Regions from separate parts of the Sus scrofa genome. Here region 1 is linked to region 2. The links are chromatin contacts, called in public HiChIP or PLAC-seq maps. All regions are on one chromosome and are shown on one strand. The core of a region is the stretch at or near the end of the contact, and the rest is flanking DNA. Distances in the headings are between cores, read along the strand shown. Region 1 holds the start of LOC100151816 (interferon-induced protein with tetratricopeptide repeats 5). Region 2 holds the start of IFIT3 (interferon induced protein with tetratricopeptide repeats 3).

Evidence for each region. HiChIP or PLAC-seq counts read pairs in DNA pulled down with a chosen protein or histone mark.
Region 1: a contact with region 2 is called in an H3K27ac HiChIP or PLAC-seq map of alveolar macrophages. The contact joins the promoter of LOC100151816 here to the promoter of IFIT3 in region 2. A contact is called at or near these places in 3 of 47 Hi-C or Micro-C datasets (embryonic fibroblasts, liver and skeletal muscle) and 2 of 2 datasets of contacts at active chromatin or transcription factors (alveolar macrophages and skeletal muscle).

What each region holds. Positions count from the first base shown.
Region 1 is chr14:101,253,378-101,256,077 of Sscrofa11.1, reverse strand. LOC100151816 (interferon-induced protein with tetratricopeptide repeats 5) reads right to left here and starts at 1,260. Exons shown (of 2, transcript NM_001315572.1): 1 at 1,240-1,260. The coding sequence starts at 1,244. It also overlaps a transcript of LIPA not described here.
Region 2 is chr14:101,213,450-101,216,149 of Sscrofa11.1, reverse strand. It overlaps IFIT3 (interferon induced protein with tetratricopeptide repeats 3), which reads right to left and starts at 1,373. Exons shown (of 2, transcript NM_001204395.2): 1 at 1,261-1,373. The coding sequence starts at 1,265. It also overlaps a transcript of LIPA not described here.

The DNA of each region.
Region 1 (2,700 bases), core at 11-2,510, 40 kb before region 2:
TTTATGCACAACTGGATACTATGGGAAGTTTCACTTTTTCAAAAGCTTTGTCCACTTAATTTTTTAACTTTATCTCTGGGAAACTAGCAGAGAGAGGCTACTGTGTTTGAGGATGGAACATTTATCTTCAGATGACTTTGAGGGTTTTGTTTTGTTTTGGCGTTTTTTGTTTTTTTTTTTTTTGGCCAGGAAGGAGCGGTCTTTCATTTTCCTTGGGAGAACAGTTAGTCCCCAGTGGAGTCCACCCCTCTTCCACCCCATCCTGCATACATAGACAGTGCACCTAACTTTCCCTCCTTGTCTCTTCAGGCCCCTTCCTGATACCTCTCACCTCCCTCCCTTCTTAAAAATGGTAGAAGTGAGGCACTTATTACATTTTTAAAAAACATATAATGATAGGCAACATTTTTGCAAATATCGTGTGCCAAGCAGTCAACGGACCCTGTTCACACTCCTAAGAGATGAAGCCATCACCTTTCACAGATAAGAAACAGACTCGCCGAGCTTAAGAAACTTTTGCTTTGGGTTACCCAACTAGTACGTGGTCAGAATCAGGATTTAGAACAAAGGGCTCCACTGGCTTCAGGTGCCCAAGATCCGAGCCTTCCACTCCTCAACGTCCTAAATGCGGACGGTTCCTTACCCAGGTGCAGGGCAGGAGCCAATAAAACGGGTGAGCCAAGGTCCCCCCCACCCCACCCCATCTTCCTCTGAGCAAGAAAATCTCAGAAAACGTTGGATGGGGTGAAACAAGAAATATCCGTCTGCGGTACAAAGGAAGTGGGGAGAAGTCTGACCCAGGAATCAGAAAGGCAAAATGGCAGGAGCCGACGCGTGTGACGCCGGGGGGCTGAGGCCTGCGGGGACCCGGCCACGCCGAGGCCAACCGCACCCGCCCGGGGACCGCGGCGACGGGAGCCCCAGGGAGGTAAGAGGCCCAAGAGGCGCGTCGCCTGCCCCCCACCCCCCACCCGGGGCCAACGGTCCGGACTACAGACGCCCGGGACTCACGGGTAGGGTCCGCTCGGCCAAGCTCCCGGGGAGGCCCGCCCTCGGCCGCCCCGACCAGGACGGGGCTGCCCGGGAGCATCCCCAACGCAGACGTCCGCCCGCCGGGCTCAAGGGGCTCCGAGCCCATTCCAGGGCCGCAGCGCAGCGTTGCAAATGGAATAAGAGAAACACGGGTGGGAAACAAAGGCCACAAGTTGCTGGGGAGGAAAAGAGGGGAGAAGCCCTTACCTCATGATGGTTGGGTTCCGCGGCCGTGCAGGAAGGCGCCGGTCCCCTCGGGCTTTCTCCTCAGCACTCGGTTCCTGCGCGGCCGAGCGGCGGGCTCGCGGGCGCGTGCTCGTGCTGTACGCGTGCGCGTGGTCATGAGGGGACCGCGGCGCTACCTCCGCTCTTAGGCTGCAGTCATTGTCAACCGCGGACCGAGCGGGAAAAGGAAACTAGAAAGTGAATCTGATCCCCGGACAGGCGGAGTCCAGCTTGGGAAACAGAAAGTTCTGGAAGCGCTGAGTTGGGGGGGCCCCCGACCGGGCTGAGGAACCGAGGCAAGAGGTTTGCGCAGCGCGCGACGGGGTGGAGTTCATCCAGGGTGAAATTTGCAGCTGGGCTTTAGGACTTCTCTCTTCGCTCCTACCTGCCTCATTAAATTCGCGTGTCTCTCGATAACGTTTTTTTTTGTTTTGTTTTATGTTTTTTTTTTTGGGGGGGGAGGTGTTTTACCTAAAATGGAGATTGTTAAGCGTTATTTTTGTTGGGGAACGGCGATGCTCTTGACAGCTTTGTGCATCCTAAGCTGAACTGAAATCTTGATTCAGCAAACATAGGTGCAATGCTGTGCACTTGAGCCATAATTTCTATTGGGTAAATCTAGAGAAATTGTGGGATCAAAATGTGTAAGCATTCAGAGTTTTAGTAGCCATTGCTGAAAAGCTTTGTGAAGACATTTCTGCACCCCCACCCAAAATTGTGTGAAAGTTCCTTTGCCTTCCATGTCCTTGCCAACTGTGTTTCTATAATAAGGTCCCAGTAAAGATGGGGTGGTATTAGGAATCTAAGTAGAAAGTATCAAATGCCCATACACTAAAATTTTTGTCCCTTTCAAATTCAGTCATTCATTCAAGTTTTATTAAACAACTGCTAAGAGCCAGACATTGTTCAAGGTCCTGTCAATACAGCAATGAATAAAACAGACAAGCGACAAGTCCTGCCTTCTGTCTTCTGCATCTTGTTTCTGGTTATGCAGAGGGCGAAGACAACTCTCAAACCTTGAGAAAAAGTATTCATCATCAAAAAGACACTTATTACCACTTTTTTTTTTTTTTTTTTACCATTTAGTGACTTTGATTTTTAAATGAATGGGCAACGATATATAGTTTTTACTATTTGGTTAATTAAGAAACACTGACTTTGATTTTTCATTCAGTTTTGCTAGAAAAAATGGCTTGTAGGTCAAGTCAGTTTCTGCTCCTCGAGAATCATGTTAAATGTGGCTAACATTTAGGTACAGAACTGGCGTTAGTTGTGCATTTGGGACTTTATTATTCTCTTGTTTGGAATTAATTTCTAGTGTGAGAAGTAAAGATAAAGGGAGTTCCTATTGTGGCGCCGGGCAAACAAACCCGACTAGTATCCATGAGGATGAAGGTTCGATCCTTGGCCTTGCTCATTGGGTTAAGGATCCAGTGTTGCCAT
Region 2 (2,700 bases), core at 124-2,623:
ACTCTGGACACAACCAAGCACAGGTCATTGCCAAACTCCCTAGACAGGCTAGCTACCAAGATGCTGGGCAGAGCTAGGTTTTTCTGGTCAACCTACTCATGCAGACACAATTAACATCATTTGTAACCAGGAGACTATCATACAGGAAAGGGTGACCTGAGGCACTTGGCAGTGAATTCTTCCTATCCATCCTATCTTCAGATACAAGCCTGCAGAGCATTTGGGAGCCCTTGAGTCTCCCTGTCCTCCCTCCCCCAGTGATCACTAGGATGCTCCCTCTCCAGGCAATCAACCCCTCAGTCCCCATAAGTGTTTGATGGGAAAGTTTTCCTTTTCTCTCAGCTCTGTCTTTCCTGAGGCTCTATCTGATGGTAGAGCTGGAGCACATCTATGTGCATCTTTTGAAATCAAGTTTTCTAAGATTATGCTTTAGATTCTAACAAAGTGCACCCATTTAAAGAATAGCTTGATGAATTTTGACAAATGTATATACCCATGTAACCACCACCACCATCTCCTCTTTGCATCATCCCCAAAGATTTTCCTGTGTGCCTTCCTAGTTAAGCCCAATCCCACCCTCCACCATCCCATCCCCAGGCAACCACTGCCCATTGCTCTGCTTTCCTTCACTAGAAATTAGATCAGTATTAGGAAAGAGATTAGGTCGTTATGTTTTGAAGAGATATGATTTTCTGCTGCTCACCAGCCCTCATTACAGCAAAAATAAGAAGAAACACCAAGCTTTGGGTTTGTTTTCATATGAGAAATGGAAAAAAAAAGTCCATTTGTAAAAATGGTTTTTTCCACTTCCCATCTTGAAGTGATCAAATTTTCAAGGCAAAATTCCCAACATGAGTTGGCTTTGTACTACTAATTTCATCTTTAATAGCATCTGCTAAAAAGAAATGCTTACTTTTAAAATGGTAAGAAGAAAGCCTCTTAGTCCTTCCAAAGAAAACAACAACAGAAACTCCTCCTCCCCACAAGAGTAAGTCCTTTAGATCTAACTTTGACTCAGCAAATGTTGTGCCCAACTGGATATGACCACTCCTGCCAAGCAGCTCTTTCATCCGGTTCCTGGCTCCCACCTCCACCTGGGAATCTTAGGGAATTTGAGTCCATACACCAGAAAAAGTCACAAAAATAGCAAGTGCCCATATTGAAAAGGCACGTTTAGCCCACAAGCAGCAGGACGCACCGGAGAGGCTCGGCTTACAATTTGCATTGGAGAAAAAGGATGCTCGCTGTTATCTCACTCACCTCATGATGGCGGTCTGTTCTCTGCTGTTCTGAAAGCTGGGGTCCAAGCTGATTTGCCCTTCAGAAACGTGCCTCAAGTAAATAGGAAGGAGCTATATAAAAGGGAAATGGGGCGGGGAGGATGCATCAGCTGATGCTTTCTCCCTGTGTGTGAGTGATTGCCTTTATGAAAGGGAAGAGGAACTGGAAAGTGAAACTGCTTTAACATCAAGAGGAAGAAAAGGAAACTATGGTTGAGATCTGCCATGACTCAGTAGAAGAAAATTGTTTATTTATTTTTTGGGGGTAGTTTTTAAAAAATTTTTTATTACTCAAATGAATTTATCACATCTGTAGTTGTATAATGATCATAACAATCTGATTTCACAGGATTTCCATCCCACAGCCCAGGCACATCCCCCCACCCCCCAAACTGTCTCCTCTGGAGACCATAAGTTTTTCAATGTCTGTGAGTCAGCATCTGTTCTGCAAAGAAGTTCAGTCTGTCCTTTTTTCAGATTCCACATGTCAGTGAAAGCATTGGATGTTGGTGTCTCATTGTACGGCTGACTTCACTTAGCATGATAGTTTCTAGGTCCATCTATGTTGTAAAAAATGCTGGTATTTCGTTCTTTTTAATGAATGAGTAATATTCCATTGTGTATATGTACCACATCTTCTTGATCCACTCCTCTGTCGATGGACATTTAGGTTGTTTCCATGTCTTGGCTATTGTGAATAGTGCTGCAATGAACATCAGAGTACATGTGTCTTTGCGAGTCGTGGTTTTCTCTGGGTAGATGCCCAGGAGTGGGATTGCTGGATAAAATGGTAGTTGTATGTTTAGTTTTCTGAGGAATCTCCATACTGCTTTCCACAGTGGTTGCACCAATTTACAATCCCACCAACAGTGTACTAGTAGAAGAAAATTGTTTAAACTCATGACTCTGAAACTACAGCTTGAGGTGGAAGCAGTCCCAGAAATCTGACCCTAACTCCAGGGTGGATCCTGGGAAACTGCATTTTTACTAAAGTCTGCAGGAGATCCTGAAGTCAGGGTTTCTGGGAGCACATGATGTGGAAGACTGCTCCAGAAATACGTCATAAAAAGTAGCTCATCAAGTAAATTTACTATAGAGAGACAGTTTGCACCTTGAGACCTGGGTTTAATTGTGTGTTCACTTTGCTAACTCTGGAATTATCTATGAGTCAAATTCCAGAGCCTAAATTTTTTTTCCCCTGGTGCTAAATATAGGAAGCCAAGCCCTGGAGTGACTCCTGAGCATGTTACCTCTCTGAAGTCTAAGGAAATCATTAGTTTGTCCAGCCGGAAAAGGGGAAATAGTAACATGGATAATATTGTTGGCTAGCTGCCTCGTTGATAAATTTATGTATTTAAACTTTGAACTCTGAAGGAATGATAATACCCGGAGAGATTTTTTAAAAATAAACATTTCTATG